Linked DNA regions of Mus musculus: regions 1, 2, 3, 4, 5 and 6 are each linked to region 7. A link is a contact called in public HiChIP or PLAC-seq and promoter capture Hi-C data. All regions are on one chromosome and are shown on one strand. Each heading gives the region's core, a stretch centred on a gene start, on an enhancer-like site or on the middle of the called end of the contact. The rest is flanking DNA. Distances are from core to core; before and after follow the strand shown.

Region 1 (2,700 bases), core at 43-2,542, 680 kb before region 7:
AGAGGGAACATTGTCCAACAGAAAAATAAAAGGAGCGAGGAGGGGGTAATGTAGGAAGTCAGCTTCTGGTCCCACGCCTTCGGAATTGATACCCTCTCTCCAATTATGCACCTAGAGAAATTTCACATACTAGACTTTTAACCCCCACCTCCACTCACTCAAGCCTGCCTACACAAGCAGAGGGCGGAAAGGGGGGTGGCGGAAAAGGGGGGACGGGAAGGTTATCTCCCAGGGCTTCAGCCCATATAGTCGCCTCCACCCTACCATGACTATTGTTCCCAGCTTCCCCACCCCCACCCCGGATAGGAAGTGATAGTCACATCCCCTCCGGCTTCGGCAATATCCCCTCAAGTCCGGAGTGAGCTTCCTTCAGGATAACCCCCATCCACACTGATATCCCCCTCCCTTTTCGATCTAAAGTCACACTGGCCTCACAGCCACCTCAAACCTGGGTCTCAGGACGAAAAGAAACCTGACCAGATAAATGGAGATCAGGTAAACCATGAGATTCCTTATGGTCAAGCCTCTGGCAAGCGCTGAGCTAATAACTGTGAACCCAGACACGGAGTCGTCCTGCCGTCCACTCGGACCAAGGCCGGCATCCGTACAGGGACCCAGCGAGTTAATGCTCTACACCCTCGCTCTCCGGCAGCCTCGAGCCGCTCCGCTGGCCGCAGCCAGACAGCTCGCCTCGACCCTCCCCGGAGGGGCAGGCGGGGAAGGCAGGCGTGGGAAGGCGAGCCCGCACTCCAGCCGCCGCCGCCCGGCCGGGGAGACAATAGGTAGTCGCGGGCGGCGGGGCCGGAGCGGGCTGGGCCGGGGAGCGCAGGTAGCGGCCGCGGAAAAGAGAGGCTGAGGGGCGGGGGTGACCTCGCCTCCCGCAAGCTCGCCGACGGCGCTCGCGGCTGGGCGCGCGCCCCGCGCCTGTCCTCGCACCGCACACAAAGCGCTGGCAGCCCCGACCGACCGGGAGAGGCGAGGGGAGCTCGGCGGCTGGCGACACGAGGCGCCGGCGAGAACGGACACTCACCATGAAGTCCCGGGCGAAGTTGTCCTCCCCATTGTGATCCGGACTCTTCATGGCCTGGACCCTCTGGATGAACCTCCTCAGGATCTCCACTTGCTCCATCCTCCCGCGTCCCCCCCGCCGCCCGCCCGCGCGCCGCAGCGCCCGCTCCGTCTTCCCCAGCTCGCTCCGGCCCGCCCTCCCTCCCCGCCGCGCCAGGCGGCTGCGGCTGCGGCGGCACCGGCCGGGCTCCCCGCGCAACTTAAAGAGCAGCGTCGCTTTCCCCTACTACGAGGCGAGCCGCGGGCTAGCGCCGGCCCCAACCCCCAGCCTGCCCCATCCTCCTTCCCCGCCCTCCTCAGTCCGAGACGCCGCCGCCTCAGGAACACGGCTCTCAGTTCGCCCTGCCCCCTTCCCGGTTCTGCCTCCCCCCCCACCCCCCACCAGCAGCCGCAGCCGCCTCTCCCCACGGGCGCGCCCCCGCCGCCACCCAGACGCGCGGGCTCGTACGGCGGCCCCGCCCCAGAGCGAAGACCCAGCCGCCCCCGCACGCCCGCCCGGGCCCGCCCCCGCCCGCTCTGAGTGGCTGGAAGCCGCTTCCGGGGCGTGGCCCTCTCCTAGGGCGCTCGCCGCTCGCTGCGGTGAGGCTGGCTTCTGGTGGACGTCCTACGTCTGGAAGCCCGGCCAAGCCCAGTGGGTCAGACAGTAAACTTCAGATGGGGCTTGCGGCCTCCGGGTTTGGCGGGGAGGGAAAGCTGATTCCAAAAGTGCTTCAGCGCTACTGCCGGCCGCGGGCTGGGACTACAAGACCCGCCTGCAGGAGTGCCCGGAGCAGGGTGGGACAGAGGTATGCTGGGAACTGTAGTAGAGCCTTCACCTTCGCTTTACGAATGCCTTGGTGAGGGTCTCCCAAGGCTTTGGCACTTTGGCTAGGAGAAGCCAATAGTTTCCAGAGTGAAAGGGTTTACTCTTCGCAATCTTTCTAATCCCAGTGAGGGAAAGCTCTTAATTCGTAATGCATCTTTCTCATTGCACCTTTTTTTGCCAAGAGGAAGACAATATTGCTTCCTATCTTTAAATTCTCACGGTTTCAGAGTTGAATGGGTGACATTCTTTCGTAGAATAGAATTTGTGACTCTTAGCAGACAGAGAGCGTGCTGATGCAATCTGTCCTTTCATAAATAGAAATGATTTGTCCAAAGTTCACCCCCCCAACATGTTCATGTGGAGTCAGAACTAAAACGCAGGTTCTTTTACTTTGACTCTAACTTTTACTTTTTCTCGAAAGGACGAGAGTTTGTAGTAGTACACAGTTGCACAACTGAGGGATTTGATCCATGGACTGACTTTGGTCACCTACACCCACAAACAAAAAACATGTTTTCACAGAACAGGCTGCCAGGAAATATGCTTAAGATAGGAAATATCAATGCAGGAAACATTTCCTAAACCGATATTTGGCCGCACTGTGAAATTTAATTAAAAAGAAAATCGAAGACAACACATGTGAGTAGCAATATACAGTTACACTTTAAAATAAAATACAGGAAATAATGCATCTGATATGTACCAACTCACTTCTCTCAAAGCATTTCAAGAGATGCTTTCCATACTAAAATAAACTTTTGAAAGGAGTGTCTGTAGTAATTTAACCCACTACACAGGCTAAATTTCACTGAATGTAAGCAAAAGAT
Region 2 (2,708 bases), core at 117-2,616, 810 kb after region 7:
GCCACAAGACTGAATCTGGCACAGTGCCACACACAGAGCCAGTGCTCAGAAAATACACACTTGCTAAACATATAAATTAGTCTTCTACGAGCATAGCTAGCTCTTTTTTCTTCTGTAGCTATTTGCTATAGTGGTTCTTTGTATTTCCCACATGCAAACTTCCTTGAAGAAAAATATTGTTTTTGTTAGATGTAGTATTAAATAAGAGCAAAGGTGAAGCCTTTTCTGGGACCCACTGCTAAATCAGCCCTACCTATCTTATTTTGCTAATAAAGTATTCCTCAAAAAAAGAGGAGTACTTTTGGTTAGAATAATCTGGGTTTATCAAGTCCAATGAAGGAATGTACAGAGCATAAACAATTATACATTTCAATAATATAGGTAACTATAACTGAAAGCATTATAACTAGGAACTACAGATGCAGCTGACCTCTAGAATTGCTAACATGACGCCTTTTAGATGGAGGGAAGTACTTTTCCATGACTATTTCATCTGCCACCACAGACGCACTGGATCCGACACTCTGCTGGATGAAAGTACATTTCTAAAGGAAGACTAAATGGCTATTTGTATTTGCTCATCTCCCAGATAAGATCCAAGTGCAATCAATTCTAATTAATGAGCACAATGCAAGGCAACTGAGAGAAATGAATGTTACTTCAGCCTGTGTTCACTTCAGAGGCTAACCTCTCCCCTCTAAATCATCTCATCTGGTCGGCAGGGAGAGAAACCCAAGCGAGACTTCTCCTGGCTTTTATAATTCTAGAAAAGCTGAAGGATTTTAAAGGCTAAACCACAGCGTTACCCTAATTGGCCTTGAAGCCAATCACCTCTCTGTATTTGACCCAATCTATACCTCACTACAACGGGCGAACTGGCGTTTAGTAAACACTCTGCAAACAGACTTCCTACCCAAACCCTGTTCTGCAGCAACTTGCAGTAGCTATTTGGGGCTCACATAATCTCCAAAGTGTGGTCCAAGTAAAAGGAGCACTTCCTAGCCGACGTCCTGTAGAGCAGGCCAGCTCTTCCTCTGCAGTCTCCTTTAAAATAGACTGAGAAGTTTCTTTGGGTAAGTGTGGGGCAGTCATACCGCACCTCCATCTTAACATAAGGGGGATAGCCTACCGCCTCGCAATCCACACAGTACTCCCCCCAAACGGAACGGATCCAGGACGCATTCGCCTCTGGCATTTGGGAAGCAGTCTGACTACAATACCTCTCCAAACAGGGACTGCAAAGTGGACACTTGGGCCTCTCGACAGAGGACCATGCTCTCCAAGTGAGACATTTTGGCGGGCACCACCTGATACTGCAGAGCAGTTGGCCTCCGGTCAGCCCTGCGCCACTCAGGCGTGGTTCACGTAGAACAACCGCAAGCTTTCCGGCCGGAAGCCTGGGCTGGGGGCGGAGCCAGCGCGGTCGAGTGACGTCAGGGAGCCGCGCGACAACGTGGGCCGCTCTAGTCTCCAGGCGGCGGTGCTCAGTGGTCGGTTACTGGTAAGTGGTTATCGCTTCCCACTCTGGCCTGAGCTTTCCAGCCTGAAACCCTTACACAAGCTGAAGGGCGACCTGGGGGCACCTCACCGCCCACCTTCTGTGTCTTCAGTTCCCTCCAGAAAGCCGCACACATAAAAGTACCGACAGAAACGAGTATTCTTTAAAAAAAAATTGGTTTTCCTCTGGCAAGAAAGTGGACAATGGGAACTCTGTGGAACTAACTAAATAAAATCATTTGTTTGTCTTTGCAAGCTTGAAACTAGATGTGGAAGTATTCGAGTGTTAGTGAGGGTAATCAGTAAAATTAACGTTGTCCTTGCACATTTATAGGACACCTGGAAGAAGAAAAGCCTTGAAATGAAAGAATGTATAGGAATAAGAAAATTCGTGTCCAAAGAGAGGGCTTTGGGTCCTGAAAAAAAAATTTGGTCTGGAAACATTGACTCAACTTTTTCTGAATTTTGAGATGTTGGGAGAATCTTTGAACCGTTTATTTATAAACTTCCTTATATAGAACATAAGGACTATAGTAGAGTATTTTTAAGAATAAAAGATAATGTACGCAGTGTCTGCTACACATAGATTTCATAAACAGTGCAAAAAGACAAGGAAAACACGGCACCCATATTAGAAAGAGGCCCATTATGTATTATTGAACAATACAACTGCCTGTGGAGGAAATCTAATTACCACACACACACACACACACTTTGGTTCCAAAGTGGTTGTACAAGTTTGAATTACTACCTGCAATGAAGAAGTATTCCCCTTACTCCACAGCCTCTACCATAAGTAGTTAGTGACAATCCTTTCCCAATCTGTAGGCTGCTGTTTGGTCCTGTTGATAGAGCCCTTTGCCTTACAGAAGCTTTTCAGTTTCATGAGGTCCCATTTATCAATATTTGATCTTAGAGCCTGAGCCACTGGTGTTCTATTCAGGACATTTTCCCTATGCCAGCGTGTTCATGGCTCTTCCCCACTTTCTCTTCTATTAGACTCAATGTATCCGGTTTTATGTTGAGATCCTTGATCCACTTGGACTTGAGGTTTGTGCAAGATGATAAATATGGATCTATTTTCATTCTTCTACATACAGACTGCCAGTTAGACCAGCACCATTTATTGAAGGTGCTTGCTTTCTTTCTTTCTTTCTTTCTTTCTTTCTTTCTTTCTTTCTTTCTTTCTTTCTTTCTTTTTCACTGTATAA
Region 3 (2,700 bases), core at 16-2,515, 870 kb before region 7:
ATTACAGTGTATATGATTAAGCATTTTGTGTTTTGATTGATGTGATTCATGGAAAACTCAATTATGAGATGTGATCCACTTTAAATGGTTTAACTACCTTATTTACCCACAAAAAAGTTCTATCATCAACCAAGCAAGCTTGATCCAAATCTACACATGATCTTACTGCTACCAACAAAAGCATTAACCAAATAAGCATTCCATGTGATTTTTCCATACTGTCAACAGAACTTCAACATTTTATTTAAATTTGGTTGCATTTAGAGATCAAAAATTACTGACCACACATTATGATCAAAATGCTTGGATAAACAAGAGTAGTACATAGTATACTCAGGTTTTAGTTAATAAGATTAAAAATGGGAGGGATGAAAGGTGGGTACAGTAGCTAGGAAAGTGTGATGGTTTGTATACGCTTGGCCCAGGGAGTTGCTCTATTAGGAAGTGTAGCCTTGTTGGAGTAGGTGTGTCATTTTGAGTGTGGGCTTTAAGACTCTCATCCTAGCTACATGGAAGCCAGTATTCTGCTAGCAGCCTACAGATGAAGATGTAGAACTCTCAGTTCCTCCTGTACCATGTCTGCCTGGATGCTCCCACCTTGGTGATAATGGACTGAACCTCTGAACCTGTAAGCCAGCCCCAATTAAATGTTGTCCTTACAAGAGTTGCCTTGGTCATGCATGGTGTCTGTTCACGGCAGTAAAACCTTAAGAGAGAAGTACCAGGGATTGGGGTATTGCTGTGATAAACCTCACCATGTTTTTGTTTGGAAGAATTTGGGGACTTTGGAATTGGAAAGCCATGAAATGTTTTAAGTGGCGCTTAATGAGCTTAATGAGCTTAATGGAAGACTGTTGCTGTGAGTGATTTGAGCCATGTTTCAGCCCTAGCAAGCAGCAGAACTTTGGCAGCTTTGGCCATTTGTCTCTGGCTAAATATTAGTCAAGAGAAGGAGACTACTGGGACAATCGATGCTGGTTAGCTGGAGCTAAGAAATTAGCAGTTATTAAGAAGAGACCGGCAACACTGAGGTGAAATCTTCTGGGAAGTATTTTCTGAGAGCACAAAGAAGCTGTGTTCCAGAGATAGTCAAAATTAACAGGAAGGAAGGGAAGTACTTAGGGAGTGAATTGCTTGCCCAACTGTGCTGAAGTAAAAGGTGAGGTTCTAAGATTCTGTGGCTCGAGCCCACTGAGGTACAGTTTTTCTATGCAGGAGCAACACAGGAACTTCCCTTGACTGTTCTGCTGCCTGCTTCCTCTGAGAATACTTACAGTTTCTTTTTGATTTACATTTCCTTAGTGTCATGGGACTAGAACTAACTGGAGCCTATCCACATGGCTCACTTTTCTTGCTCATTACTTTTGAAGTGTTTAGCATCACTGTAGATCACTGTCTCTCTCCATCCAGCCCTAGTCTTTCTCAACCCCTCACCATCTTCCAACATGCATTTCCCCCTTTGGTTTTACGGTAAGAAAATTCTGTGATCTTCTTTAGCATTTATTTAGAAATCCCTTCATTTTATTGTTAAGGTTTTTCACCTTTATTTTTGAAACAGTTCAGGTTACAGGCTGTTCTCAGTTTACTATGAAGATGACGATGACCTTGAACTTCTGATTGGCCTCCTCCGATGCTGGCATTAAGGAGATGCACCACCACACCCAGTTTGTATGAGGCTACAGCTCTTCCTAGGGCTAAGTGGTACCTCTTCAACCCATCTGTATTTACTTCTTGACATCTTTTTTTTTTCAATAAATATTTTATGCTACTGGCACAACTAAAGACAGTATAAACATTCTAAGACAGAATTATAAATTAGCAGCAGCTGTGCTTTGACTTCCGCTGTTTCTACCAGAAGGAAGTAAGTAAAAGACACAGGGTTTCCATTCTTGCTATAAATTCAAGACACTAAACAGCAACTACAGGGCTGTACATTAAGCGCTTGTGTAAAAATATTGTATAACACTTCAAAACCCTCCTCATTACTGTTTATTCTTGCTGCTTCTGCCAGTTCTGTGTGACACATAGGAACCAGTCAGCAAATATGAAAGCATACAGTACACTACCAACTCACCACACATCCAGCTACCACATGTCCTCCTGGCACATGCCCACATTCTCTAATTCCAGGACTACTCAGATTAATTTCTTATTTCTTCCTTTTCAGTATTAAAAAACAAAACAAAACAAAACAAAAAAACCCAAAACAAAAATCCTGACTTCATCACTTTAAAACCTCTAGGGATTCTGAGTGCCTGAAAGAAGAAGAAAAGTTTCCTCCGCTAGAAACATAAGGTCTTTCTTCTACAAACTGCCCATAGATCTATTGTAAACTCAGCACAACCACCTACCTCCTCATCTGCCAACTCACATGCATATTCTACACACATATAACATACACTACCATGCTTGCCTTCTAACCCTAATAGTTCATCTACCTAACAGCTTTTTCCTCCTCATCTATTTGACACATTCCTTTCAGATTCATCTTGGCCCAGATCATTCATTAACCTCTGAAAATATGATCAATAATGTTCCAATAATTGTATTACTACAAGAGTAATTTGTGTGTATGTGTTGGCATGGTATTTGTACGTTGTGTGTGAGCACATGTATGTGGGTGTGCATGCCTGTGCATGAAGAGGCCAGAGAGCACAGGCTGTCCTCCTGCTGTCATTCTCCGCCTGAGAATGTTATTCC
Region 4 (2,700 bases), core at 53-2,552, 810 kb before region 7:
GTCTACTTTTTTAAGATTTATTGATTTCATATATATATAAATGAGTATTCTGCCAACATCTATATTATGTGCACACATGCATGCTTGGTTACCAAGGAAGTCAGAAGAAGGCATTTGGATCCCCTGGGACTAGAGTTACAGACAGTTGTGATTAATCATGCTGGAAACAGTTATTAGAACCCTCTAAAAGAACAGCAAGTGCTACTTTTGAGCCATCTCTCTAAACCCAGCACAGTAAAAGTTTTAAGGAAAACCCAAAGGAAATGAGATTCAGGTAGAAAAGATTTAGGAAGGTTTCTATTTTCAAATGTTTGTTACAACGTGTAACATTAAAGAAGAAACCTATAAGGAGAGAAGAAAAGATGGACACTAAAAAAAAAGAAAAAAAAGGAAAAACCACTCTGCATACAGAGTAGTAGGCGAGTACCACCCCTAACAAGCTGAGCAGTTTTCTGCTCCACCACAGCAATACCTGACTCCACCCCCTGGCCACATCCACACAGAGGTCAACAGAGAGTGCTTTTGCTGGATAATAAAAGCCGACACAGTACTTACAAAGGCAGAGTCCCTTTTCCAAATGAAGCATGTTTTTACTTGTATAGTTACCTATATACTATACACTGAGGAGGAAGGATAGTTTTGACTTTATTGCTTTTTAAACCCAAAATTATTCTTTTAAATGAAAGTTTCATATCTCCCTCCTGAGTGATTATACACTCCTCACTTTTACTTACATAATCTTCCCAGCAACATAAAGCGGTATAAATCATTACTTATCTCCACTACAGAAATGTTTCCTTCAAATGCCCTAGCCATTTAAAGGTTACAATTTCTTTTTTTGTTTTTAAGATTTATTTATTATTATATCTAAGTACACTGTAGCTGTCTTCAGACATTCTGGAAAAGGGTGTCAGATCTCATTACAGATGGCTGTGAGCCATCATATGGTGCTGAGATTTGAACTCAGGACCTTCGGAAGAGCAGTCTTAACTGCTGAGCCATTTCTCTAGTCCCCAAGGTTACAGTTTCTAAGCCTACCTCACTCTCTGTCTTCATCTTTCACCCTTACAGTTCAAAATGTCTAATTTTTCCATCTACTTCAAAGTCCCAGTTAATATTATATATTCCTAGAAAACCTTCAGTTCAGTAGGATATTTTCATGTATACACTCTCTAGAAATCTACGTGTCAGAACATATAGCTTAAGTATCCTGAGGCCACAGACTTTTTCCTCTAATAGCATAACTATGTGTCACTGCACACACAAATAAAGACAAGACAACTAATAGACTAAGCCGGCAGGGTCAGCTGAGTAAACCCACGGAGGGAGCATGAGTCACAGCTGCTTAAAGGCTAGCTGCAGCTCTCAAGTCCTGCCTGCCTGCCTGCCTGCCTGCCTGCCTGCCTGCCTGCCTGCCTGCCTGCCTGCCTGCCTGCCTGCCTGCCTGCCTGCCTGCCTGCCTGCCTGCCTGCCTGCCTGCCTCAGAGGCTTACAGTGTAACCTGAAGCACAGTGGAAGCACAGGTGGGAATACCTGCCGACTTCAATCCCGGCTACTGTACATACAGGGTGTGATGGTGCACACACACCTCAGCTCAGAAGACCTGAGCTCAGAGCCCAGCACCCACATGGCAGTTCACAGCTTCCTGTCACTCCAGTTACATGGGATCACACACTTTGTTCTGATCTCTACCAGCACTAGGCACAGGCACAGTATACATACATACATGAAACCGAAACACTCAAACACACAGAATAAATTAGAACAATTTTTTTTGAAAAAAAAATGAATAAAGAAAACAGCAGCCAGGCATGGAGGCACATGTCCTTAAATCCTAGCACTCTAGGGGCAGAGGAAGGCGTTCTACATGATTTGTAGACCAGCCTAGGCTAAAAGAGCTCATGGTCAGCCAAGACTACATAATGAGAGCCTGTCTCAATTTAAAAAACAAAAAGCAAAAAAACCTTAAATAAATAAAATTTTTAAAATAAATAAAAGTTACAAGACCACAGGGGCAAAAGAAACAAAAGGATTGAGAACATCAACCAAGAAGTCATCTACTAATAGGTGATATATTTCTTTTAAGGTGTAAAGAACGTTATAGAAAAGAAAACTCTAAGTATGCAGAATTGGCTCAGTGGTTAAAACATCTGCTGCTCTTCCAAAGGACCTACGTTCAGTTTCCAGCACCCACACTGATTGGCTCACAGCCACCTATAAACTCATCTGACAGACACCCTCTTCTGATTTCTGAAGGCACTACATATACACAGTATATACTCAGGCAACATACTAAAATAAACAAATCTCTGAGTGTAAAATTCTGACTTGTACAAAAGTTTATTATGTAAAGAAACAAAAAATATTTATAAATGTGACAAACAATGAAATAAAGATGGAGAGTTCACGTATACCATAAGTAACGTAAACTAGTTGCTATGTTTCATATCCGATATTGCAGGGTTTTTCCCCTTGTGAACATAAATGTTTATCCACACCCAAATTTACTGAAATAAATCCAAGTCAAAGGGTTGATTGATTAGATTAACCATCTAATTTAACAGGCCAGCCAATGGCTTCCCAGCTGCCTAATGAGAACATCACTGATTCAGACATTCCTAAGTAAATCTGAGATTGTTTTTATTTCTATTGTAACATAAATTGTTTTTATATGATTTATGATGTTACTGCCCAACATTC
Region 5 (2,700 bases), core at 40-2,539, 730 kb before region 7:
AAAGATTAGTCTTAGGGGAATATAAAAATGAAGTTTTATCCCAGAGAGATTATTTAAGAATTATTTAAAACTTGCTCTTGCCTTGGGGGGGTGGGGAGGGAGAGGAGACTTGGACAGATGGACAGCAATGGTAGGGGGAAAAAGATGATGTAAAAGGAAAACTAAGCATTGAACCTATTTTTTTTTTAACAAAATGCTGACTGACATATTCATAGCAAATTTCAAGCTATGAAAGATAAAGTTTGCCTATAACACAGAGAAAATGAACATAGTATAGAACTAGCAAAAGAAACATATACAAGAAACATACACATACACATTCAGAGAAGGGACTCTGATCCTTGTGTCTTCCACAGTTTCAAACACAATTTAATGGAAATAACAGGTAGAAACTACAATGCTGACAGCAACTGTCACAACTAAAATGCCATGGGTAGTGAACTACAAGCCCAGAATTGATTCTAGGCACTTTGGCCCTGGGGTCAGCACTCTTAAACACTACACATGAAAGAATTCACTCAGTGGAAAACAAACCCCACCCTGGTTTGCAGTTCATAGTTTCAAGGCAGCTGTAACATTTACACTTACCCACATTGCTCTTTATATGGTAAGACTAATTCTAGAAATATAGTATATCTAAAAAACCAAAACAAACCAAAAACCAAAAAACCTACACTATAAATTTAACATAACAATAAACTGAATATGATACTATATAAAAGGCATTCTTACCCCTGCTTTCAGTAAGTTCCACGTGTAATCTATGGCACAAATAGCACCTGTTCGTCCACAGCCTGCACTAAGGGAACAAAGTTTGAGAAAAAAAATTTGTTGTTTTTTTCTTTAAATAAAAGGTATGCTAATTATACCCCAATAAGAAATTTGATACAATTCTACATAGTAAATCAAATACAAATTAGAGTACAGTACCATCCTTAACATTAATATTTGATATTTAAAAATGTAATTCAGCAATTTATAAAAGTAAGTGCCTCACAAAGAACCTGTAAACCCTTACCCCCATAAGTCTAATTCTCGCCAGTAACCCCCTGTAGAGATAAAATTATTCTCAATAGTTATAAGCATAATAGAATGCTCACAATGGCTTTACTGTTTTGGTCAAGAAGACCCAGTAAATTGTAGTAGGTATGGGAGAGAAAGCCTCAAGTGTAGGATCAGTTCAGAGAAGCAGCAGTGACCTTAGTGACCCAAGTCCATACACAAAGGCAGCTGACAAACCCGGGCTGGGCTCCAGCAGAACACGCTGAAGCTACACTGTTTTTACAACGACTTTAATTAAATGGAAGGAAGCATTCTTGTGAAGTATGCTCGCTCTAGAGCTGGGTGTGGGAGGCCTGCCTATGGTGACGAGCACTTCAGAGACTGAGGCATGAGTACTTGAGGTCCCAGCCAGCTGGGGATAGGTTTTAAGATCCCAACAAACACACTTTATATTAAATGGGTACGTTTTCTTTCCTTTTGTAGATGTGCTTTTAAGTTACTTCAGTTAACACACTGTCTTCTAACAGCATTAAATCATCATTTTTCCCCCATACATGGTTTCTCTGTGTAGCAAGCCCTGGCTGTCCTGGAACTCTTTCTGTAGTCTATCTAGGCTAGCCTCAAAACTCAGAGATCCATCCTCCTCTGCCTCCCAAGTGTTGGGGTTAAAGGTGTGCACCACCATCACCACCCTGTAAATAATTTTTAAAACTAGAAAAACCCTACTGAAATAGACTTATGAATTATAGTTATTGGCTGAATAACAGGATGGAACAGGAAATAATTTCAAACAAGTTGTTAAAAAAAATCAAGTTAAACCATTTCTTTATCTTTCAATATCAGAACAAAAGCTTTCTTTTTTGACCACCATTAATTAACTATGAAAAGATTGTTTTAATCTAGTAATTTGTTAGATGGTTTCTGTATATCTACCAGCAAACCAATTCTCCTGGAGGCAGCTCTCTTTACTAATCAAAAGACACCAGTTAGGTAAGAAAAGTCAAAATTGAAATAAATCAACCTTTTAAAAAAGTAATTAACCAATAATCTCTCTTTTTTTTTTAAAGATTTATTTTTATTTATATGAGTACACCAGAAGAGAGCATCAGATCTCAATACAGGTGGTTGTGAGCCACCATGTGGTTGCTGGGAATTGAACTCATGTTGGTGTCCTACTCATAATGTTCCTGCTTCAGTTTCCAGAATGCTGGGATTACAGGCATAACTACCGTGCTGTGTTTTCTTTATTTATTTCTTATAGTAAAATTCAATTACAGATACAAATAGTTTAGCAGGACAAATTTAGTGTGATTTTTGAGAAACTCTGATTCTAAGGTCTTTTGAAATATCAAGATAGAAAATAGAAAAACTGCCTAAGGAATCAAGTAAATTTTATACTACTTGGAAACATACATATTTATCTAGTGAAATTCTAAAATTAGGTTTTGAAATATCTTATACATTACTGTACAATATAACCATGATTATACTGTAAACTACTGTGAACCTTCTATTTTTATGATTGATTCAACATTTATTCTTTTAAAAGTTGTATTCTCCCTAACATTTTTCTATACACTATAAATGTAGACCTTAAGCATGGATGAGGTGGTTTAGATGAGTAATGTCTTCCAGACTCACACATTTGAACACTTGGTCCCCAGTTGGTCCCCTTTAGGAGGTTGGTGTAACATGAGA
Region 6 (2,700 bases), core at 136-2,635, 790 kb before region 7:
AAAGATCTACTTTCCAACCCATATCCACTTTGTATTAGTCAGATCTCTACATATCCACAGATGACTAGAATGACCCCTCATTTTAAAGAAAATACGGAAAACTCTGCTAGCTTACATTACAAAAGAAAACTGAAAAACAGTTGGGAATTCCCCCCCCCCACCCCACCCCACCCCCGGCAGAAACACTCTGAAGCCACTTGATCTGGCCAAAAGACGTCAAAACATCCGATTTTATCATTTGCTGAACGAGAAAGAAAGAAGAAAAAAAAAAAAAAAGAATATGGCTGAAAGCTTCTGAAGGGTAGTATTTAAAACAGGACCACGCAAAACACTTTAACAATATGGAATGTGGGCACCTCAGAAACCGCACACTTGGTGCCCTGCGCACGACCTCATCTCCCTAGTAGGGATGAAACATCCTGGTCCCCGTGGTCCCTGGGAGCTTCCAGCTTCCGCCAATACACCCGACCACCCACTTTTTTTTTTTTTTTTTTTTGGACAGGATATTCTGGCGTTGGAAGCTGCGTCGCAAACATGAATTTCCTGCGATCCAGTCCGATCCCTTTCGTAATCTTTAAAAGACCTGTTCTCTTCTGCCTCCCCAGCCAAAAACACACCGGGGAGCGGGGTCCTCTAGACCCACTCCTTCACGCGCGTCCTGCTGCGCGTTAACTGGAAGGCGAAACCGACACCGAAAACCAGGAGTTTCAGCCATCCCCCCGGTCGGCGACCGAAACTCCAGGCTCCATTTACTTCTGGCCCCGCGGAAGGCTGCAGCCCCGCCGGCCGCCGGCGCTCCCCTCCCCCGCGCGGCACCCACCTCGCGGCAGCGGCTTCGCCTCGCCGTTCTCATCCCGGGCGGCGGCGCCGAGGCCGTGCTGCCTCCGCTTCTCCTTCTCGCGCTTCTCCTTGGGTCTGCGCGGCTTGGCGGCGGCCGGCGGAGCGACGGGCGGGAGCAGGACGCGGTGAGGCTGAGCGTGCAGCAGCGAGGGAGTGACCAGCAGTTTGCGCGGCAGCGGCTGAGACGAGGAAGCGGAGGCTGAGGAGACGCTCGGGCTGGCGGAGAAAGAGTAACAGCTCCGAGAGGTGGACGAGGAGGAGGCGGCGGGCCGAGCCGCGAAGCTCCACGCCGCCGGGCTGCCGAAGCTCTGGGGCTGCAGCTGCCCGCCGTTCCCGCCGCTGCCCCCCTCCCCGTTCACTCTCCGCGGCGCCTTCTTCTCCTCGGTGCGAACCTTCTTGGCAGACATAGAGCCCGGCGGCTCCCGCGAGGAAGGCTGTACTTTGCCAGATGCTTCCTTCTCAGAGAGGAGAGCCACGGCGCCGCGAGCTGGGTTCGGCGGTTCCGCCATTTTGCGCTCCTGTTGTATTTACTCTCCGCCGCTCCCCGGAGCGGGGGCGCGGGGCGGGGTGCCTAGGTCCAGGCCGAGCTCCCATTGGGCGCGCTAAACTGAGAGATCCCGGAACAAACCAATCAAAGACGCGGACAGAAGCCGTCGGGGTGGGGTCACCGAGCGGACCTTCATTTGGAGGTCAGAGGTCTTTTCGGCGCGGCTGATGGAGAGCTCGCTGAGAAGGGAGGATCTCCCGACCGTCGCTCGGGAGCCCCGAATCTGCCCGGACCGAGGTAGCGCTGCCGTTCGCTCAAAGACTTTGCCTTGTTTGTACCGCTCTCTCTTTTTACCTTGAGGTGGCTTGGGTCCCTTCTGCAGGTTCTGAAAAACGAGTTCTGGGTTGCTCGTCTCGGAGAAAATTTGTCGAGAGTCCGATCAGCAAAGGCAGAAATGGTGAAAAGTTGCCTTATTTTAACTAAGGTCGTAAAAGTTCGTACTTTAAAAGAGAGTTTTCTGCAGAGCTGGAACTTGGATCACTTCCGATCGTGAAGATAAAAATCACCCACCGTTTGGAGGCTTTAAATTGAGCTTGAGTGCTAAAGGTTTTCACTTTAATTATTCTTTAAACGACACCAGGAAAAAGCCACTAGCGGTGTTTGTAAATGTTTGAAAATGCAGTTAGAGTTCTGTATTTCAGAGTCAGCGCTATGAAACTTCGCCAAGCATGTACCTTGATTTTTATCTCAAAAGATAAGGAATTTGGGGGAATGGGTTACAACACAGTTCAAGCTTTAGACAAGAGCATGCCTTAAAGTCTTAGATCTTTTGTGAGATTAGAATGTAAAGATAACACATGATCATATTAGCTCAGCAAGAAAAAGGAGTTTTCTGATCCCCTAAGAGGGACATTAGCAGTTACTTTCCGCAGCTAACAGTTGCCTTTCAGGAAACTGCAATGGTCTGTTGTTACTCCTCTTTTACTCCAAACCCACTTCTTTAGGACTCGGTGAGGGGAACACATCAAAATCTAACGCTGTTTGTAAATACATTTTTCTTTTTTTGGTTGGTTGGTTGGTTCGTTTGTTTTTTGAGTCATAGTCTTCCAATATTGTCCTGGCTGTCCTGTAAACCAGCCTGGCCTCGAACTCAAATCTTCCTGCATTTGCCCAACTCCCTTTCCCCCAGTGCTGGAATTAAAGAAAGGTGTGTACCACTGCATCTGTCCTCATTGTTTTTAGTTTTTAGAAGTAAATTGTTAATATATAGAGTATTCCCTGAAGCTAGACCCAGAGAGACAAATTTTGCATATTTTCTCTAATGTGTGTAATCTAGTTTTAAAAACACACACACAACATAAAAATAGAAGGGA
Region 7 (2,700 bases), core at 18-2,517:
GTGACATGGAGTTCCTGGTTTGGACGTTTGACTGGTTGTCACCATTACAGCTACAAACTGACAATGAGGCGCCCAAGGGATTTTCCTGTCTTTTTGGCTTTTCGAGACAGGGTTTCTCTGTGTAGCCCTGGCTGTCCTGGAACTCACTTTGTAGACCAGGCTGGCCTTGAACTCTGAAATCCGCCTGCCTCTGCCTCCCGAGTGCTGGGATTAAAGGCGTGCGCCACCACGCCCGGCCCGGATTTTCCTGTCTTGTTGTTAAATGGTGAATAGTTAAAAGAGGAGGCTGGGTGGGAAAAGGATACCTGAACGATAATGTAAATTAGGTATTAGGCAACAAGGGGTCAAGTTAGACAGAACTCCAACTTCTAAAGTTACAGCGCACACTCTTTAGTGTTAAACAGCCTGTTAGGCAGCCAATACCTCAGTTCCCACTGTAAAATTAGCAAAGTAATAGTCGCTTCCTCACAGAAAAGAGCTTGCTAGGGGCTTGCAGGCAGCTCAGCGGGTAAAGTCACTTGCAGTGCAAGCCTGTCCACCTGAGTTCCACCCCCAGAATTCATGCAAAGGTAGAAGGGGCAACTGATTGCATAAAGTTGTCTTCTGACCTCCACAAGCTTGGAGTGGCATGCACCCACCCCCTCCCCATAATAAGTTAAATAAAAAGCTTTAATTTTAAAAAGTGCTTGCTATTTTCGTTAAGCCTCAAACCCTGGGACAATTGGCTAAAGTGGCTATTTGACAAATTTTAGTTTCATTAGAGTGTATGTGGATAAAGAGGCACCCAGGAACGGGTAAGAGCAGTTTGTTTTGGCAGAGCCCTAAGACGTGGAAGTAAATAACATTAAATCATGGTAACAGAATGTAAGATTATGTTTGTAAAGCGTCTGTCTTTTAGTAGCAATCTCGGCAAAGGTATTCCTATGGAATAGAATAAGCAACGCTATAAACATTAGAACAACGAAGACCAACATGATAGATCCTTCAATGTGTCTGTCCCTCCCGCACTGGATCTCTCTGATTAACTCCAACCGCCTGGGGATACATGTTCCGTTCACTTTGTCCCTTGTGTGTCTTGCACATCATTTCTACAGACCTGATTATTTGGAGCGAACTGGGGAGGGAGTCAAAGGGTGAAGGGATTGAGGGTTCTAAGCCCAGACACAGAATCAAAGGAATTTCAGAGACTGCAATTCCTGCTGCCGCCACAGGGTGGAGCCAGCCTCTAGTTCTGGGGCCTGGAGTCATGACCCGGAAGTACATCTCCACTTTCTCCACCGCAGAGATGGCGGCGGCCGCTCTATCCCGGACGCTGTTGCCAGAGGCCCGGCGGCGCCTGTGGGGATTTACACGAAGGCTTCCGCTTCGCCGCGCCGCTGCTCAGGTGAGTCTCGCTCCGCCGTGCCCCGGCGGCTCCCGGTGTGCTTTGGGCCGGGCCTCCGGATCCGCTATCCCGGGGCGCTGCGGCCGGGCGCAGAGGGGGCGGGGCGGCTGCTCCCCCTCCACGCCACCCGCGGGAGGTAAGAAAAGGAGCCGTGGACCCCCAAACCAGACAGCGCCATCCTCAGCCCATGGACACCCAAACCAGACAGCGTCAACCTCAGTTCATCCGAGTTTTATCCCAGCGTTTTCCTTATTTGAGAGTTGTCTTGCTCCAAAGGGATCTCTCTCTCTCTCTGTGTGTGTGTGTGTCTGTCTGTCTGTCTGTTAGTTTGCTATTACCAATGTTATTGTATGTCGGGCTGTTCTCTCTCGAGAAAAGGAAACTAGGACAAGCGCTTTATGAATTTGAAGTTGGGTTTGCTTTTGGTTTTGATATTTTGAGACATCGTTGTTACACAGGGTTTCTCTGTGTAACATCTCTGGCTGTCCTGGATCTTGCCCTGTAGATCGGGCTGGCCTCAGATCCGCCTGCCCCTACACAGTAGGGCACAGTCAGGTCATGGTGTATTATTTGATCAGGGAGCAGAAAGCCTTTGGGTCACAGAAGCAGGACAGTGCGGGCTCGTACACATTTCTTAAGTACCTGTGGCTGTGGCTGTGAAGAAACCACGACCATGGCAACTCTTATAAAGGAAGACACATTAGCTGGGGCTGCTTACAGTTCAGAGGTTTCGTCCATCATCATCAGAGCAGGAAGCATGGCAGAGTGCTGGCAGACGTGGTGGAGAAGGAGCCAAGAGTTCTACATCTGGGTTGGCAAGAGATAGACACAGACAGACAGACAGACAGATAATGGACCTGGCTTGAGCATTTTAAACCCTATAACCCACCCCAGTGGCACACTTCCTCCAACCTTCTAGTAGTCTCTCTCTCTGATGACTAAGTGTTCAAATCTGTGAGCCTCTGTGGTCCATTCCTATTCAAACCACCACTGTGTCTGGCGGTTAGGTCAGTCTCAGGTTTTTGGGTCAGGGTTTAGGAAATACGTTTTTCTCATTTCAATATGAAAACATGAAAAAGCTGCTGAAGCGTCTGTAGTCAAACCAGTTGGCCCGAGAGCCTCTGAAGCATCTGTCCTGTTTCTGTCTGTCCTTTGTGAACAGGAGCATCCCGTCTGTCTCACTTCTACACAGTCAGTTTTGTATTGTTATTTCAGTTTCTTGACTTTTTGTCCTTAGTGAATATGAAGCATCTGTAGGAGAGGTAGCTGAATCAGGGTGCTTGTTGAAGGGTAATGTGCTAACTGCTCCCGTTCTT

What was found. Promoter capture Hi-C pulls out the DNA fragments that hold promoters and counts their contacts. HiChIP or PLAC-seq counts read pairs in DNA pulled down with a chosen protein or histone mark.
Region 1: a contact with region 7 is called in an H3K27ac HiChIP or PLAC-seq map of extraembryonic endoderm stem cells, with 4 times the contacts expected there. The contact joins the promoter of Ptpn12 here to the promoter of Pmpcb in region 7. A contact is called at or near these places in 6 of 39 promoter capture datasets (the 3T3-L1 cell line, the HPC-7 cell line, embryonic stem cells and 3 more), 1 of 15 datasets of contacts at CTCF or cohesin (the NIH/3T3 cell line), 1 of 484 Hi-C or Micro-C datasets (CD4 T cells), 6 of 115 datasets of contacts at active chromatin or transcription factors (astrocytes, bone marrow-derived macrophages, embryonic stem cells and 2 more) and 2 of 9 other capture datasets (adipose tissue and liver).
Region 2: a contact with region 7 is called in a promoter capture Hi-C map of pre-B cells, with 10 times the contacts expected there. The contact joins the promoter of Orc5 here to the promoter of Pmpcb in region 7. A contact is called at or near these places in 14 of 39 promoter capture datasets (3T3-L1-derived adipocytes, the C10 cell line, the HPC-7 cell line and 11 more), 1 of 484 Hi-C or Micro-C datasets (pre-B cells), 7 of 115 datasets of contacts at active chromatin or transcription factors (craniofacial prominence, embryonic forebrain, embryonic stem cells and 2 more) and 2 of 9 other capture datasets (adipose tissue and embryonic tail).
Region 3: an H3K27ac HiChIP or PLAC-seq map of large pre-B cells shows a contact between it and region 7, with 3 times the contacts expected there. The contact joins the enhancer-like site here to the promoter of Pmpcb in region 7. A contact is called at or near these places in 2 of 39 promoter capture datasets (both in the C10 cell line), 1 of 15 datasets of contacts at CTCF or cohesin (large pre-B cells), 1 of 115 datasets of contacts at active chromatin or transcription factors (large pre-B cells) and 2 of 9 other capture datasets (adipose tissue and liver).
Region 4: a contact with region 7 is called in an HNF4G HiChIP or PLAC-seq map of pancreatic cancer cells. The contact joins the enhancer-like site here to the promoter of Pmpcb in region 7. A contact is called at or near these places in 9 of 39 promoter capture datasets (the 3T3-L1 cell line, 3T3-L1-derived adipocytes, the C10 cell line and 5 more), 1 of 484 Hi-C or Micro-C datasets (pro-B cells), 5 of 115 datasets of contacts at active chromatin or transcription factors (astrocytes, embryonic stem cells, kidney and 2 more) and 3 of 9 other capture datasets (embryonic stem cells, embryonic tail and liver).
Region 5: a promoter capture Hi-C map of the C10 cell line shows a contact between it and region 7, with 4 times the contacts expected there. The contact joins the enhancer-like site here to the promoter of Pmpcb in region 7. A contact is called at or near these places in 8 of 39 promoter capture datasets (the 3T3-L1 cell line, the C10 cell line, the HPC-7 cell line and 4 more), 1 of 115 datasets of contacts at active chromatin or transcription factors (embryonic stem cells) and 1 of 9 other capture datasets (liver).
Region 6: an H3K27ac HiChIP or PLAC-seq map of extraembryonic endoderm stem cells shows a contact between it and region 7, with 12 times the contacts expected there. The contact joins the promoter of Rsbn1l here to the promoter of Pmpcb in region 7. A contact is called at or near these places in 14 of 39 promoter capture datasets (the 3T3-L1 cell line, 3T3-L1-derived adipocytes, the C10 cell line and 8 more), 1 of 15 datasets of contacts at CTCF or cohesin (large pre-B cells), 1 of 484 Hi-C or Micro-C datasets (Sertoli cells), 8 of 115 datasets of contacts at active chromatin or transcription factors (the 230-238 cell line, astrocytes, embryonic stem cells and 5 more) and 1 of 9 other capture datasets (adipose tissue).

The regions. Positions count from the first base shown.
Region 1 is chr5:21,054,619-21,057,318 of GRCm38.p6, forward strand. It overlaps Ptpn12 (protein tyrosine phosphatase, non-receptor type 12), which reads right to left and starts at 1,293. Exons shown (of 18, transcript NM_011203.3): 1 at 1,031-1,293. The coding sequence starts at 1,129. It overlaps Gm42221 (a long non-coding RNA gene), which reads left to right and starts at 1,449. Exons shown (of 4, transcript XR_880864.3): 1 at 1,449-1,853.
Region 2 is chr5:22,548,972-22,551,679 of GRCm38.p6, forward strand. It overlaps Orc5 (origin recognition complex, subunit 5), which reads right to left and starts at 1,367. Exons shown (of 14, transcript NM_011959.3): 1 at 1,221-1,367. The coding sequence starts at 1,292. It overlaps 6030443J06Rik (RIKEN cDNA 6030443J06 gene), which reads left to right and starts at 1,442. Exons shown (of 3, transcript NR_102315.1): 1 at 1,442-1,501.
Region 3 is chr5:20,863,501-20,866,200 of GRCm38.p6, forward strand. All of the region lies in intron 1 of Phtf2 (putative homeodomain transcription factor 2), which reads right to left. Among named protein-coding and RNA genes, the nearest start is that of Phtf2, 17 kb to the right of the region's middle. Within about 2 kb of position 1,266, at least 54 of the 459 cell types and tissues checked have an H3K27ac peak or open chromatin away from gene starts, as enhancers often do. A contact at or near this core is called in liver, where this site is marked.
Region 4 is chr5:20,924,334-20,927,033 of GRCm38.p6, forward strand. All of the region lies in intron 2 of Rsbn1l (round spermatid basic protein 1-like), which reads right to left. Among named protein-coding and RNA genes, the nearest start is that of A630072M18Rik, 25 kb to the right of the region's middle. Within about 2 kb of position 1,303, at least 20 of the 459 cell types and tissues checked have an H3K27ac peak or open chromatin away from gene starts, as enhancers often do. A contact at or near this core is called in pancreatic cancer cells, where this site is marked.
Region 5 is chr5:21,004,617-21,007,316 of GRCm38.p6, forward strand. It overlaps Ptpn12 (protein tyrosine phosphatase, non-receptor type 12), which reads right to left. Exons shown (of 18, transcript NM_011203.3): 9 at 733-799. Among named protein-coding and RNA genes, the nearest start is that of Ptpn12, 50 kb to the right of the region's middle. Within about 2 kb of position 1,290, at least 11 of the 459 cell types and tissues checked have an H3K27ac peak or open chromatin away from gene starts, as enhancers often do.
Region 6 is chr5:20,950,437-20,953,136 of GRCm38.p6, forward strand. Rsbn1l (round spermatid basic protein 1-like) reads right to left here and starts at 1,386. Exons shown (of 8, transcript NM_001080977.1): 1 at 821-1,386. The coding sequence starts at 1,349. A630072M18Rik (RIKEN cDNA A630072M18 gene) reads left to right here and starts at 553. Exons shown (of 1, transcript NR_030699.1): 1 at 553-2,700.
Region 7 is chr5:21,735,893-21,738,592 of GRCm38.p6, forward strand. It overlaps Pmpcb (peptidase (mitochondrial processing) beta), which reads left to right and starts at 1,268. Exons shown (of 13, transcript NM_028431.2): 1 at 1,268-1,384. The coding sequence starts at 1,286.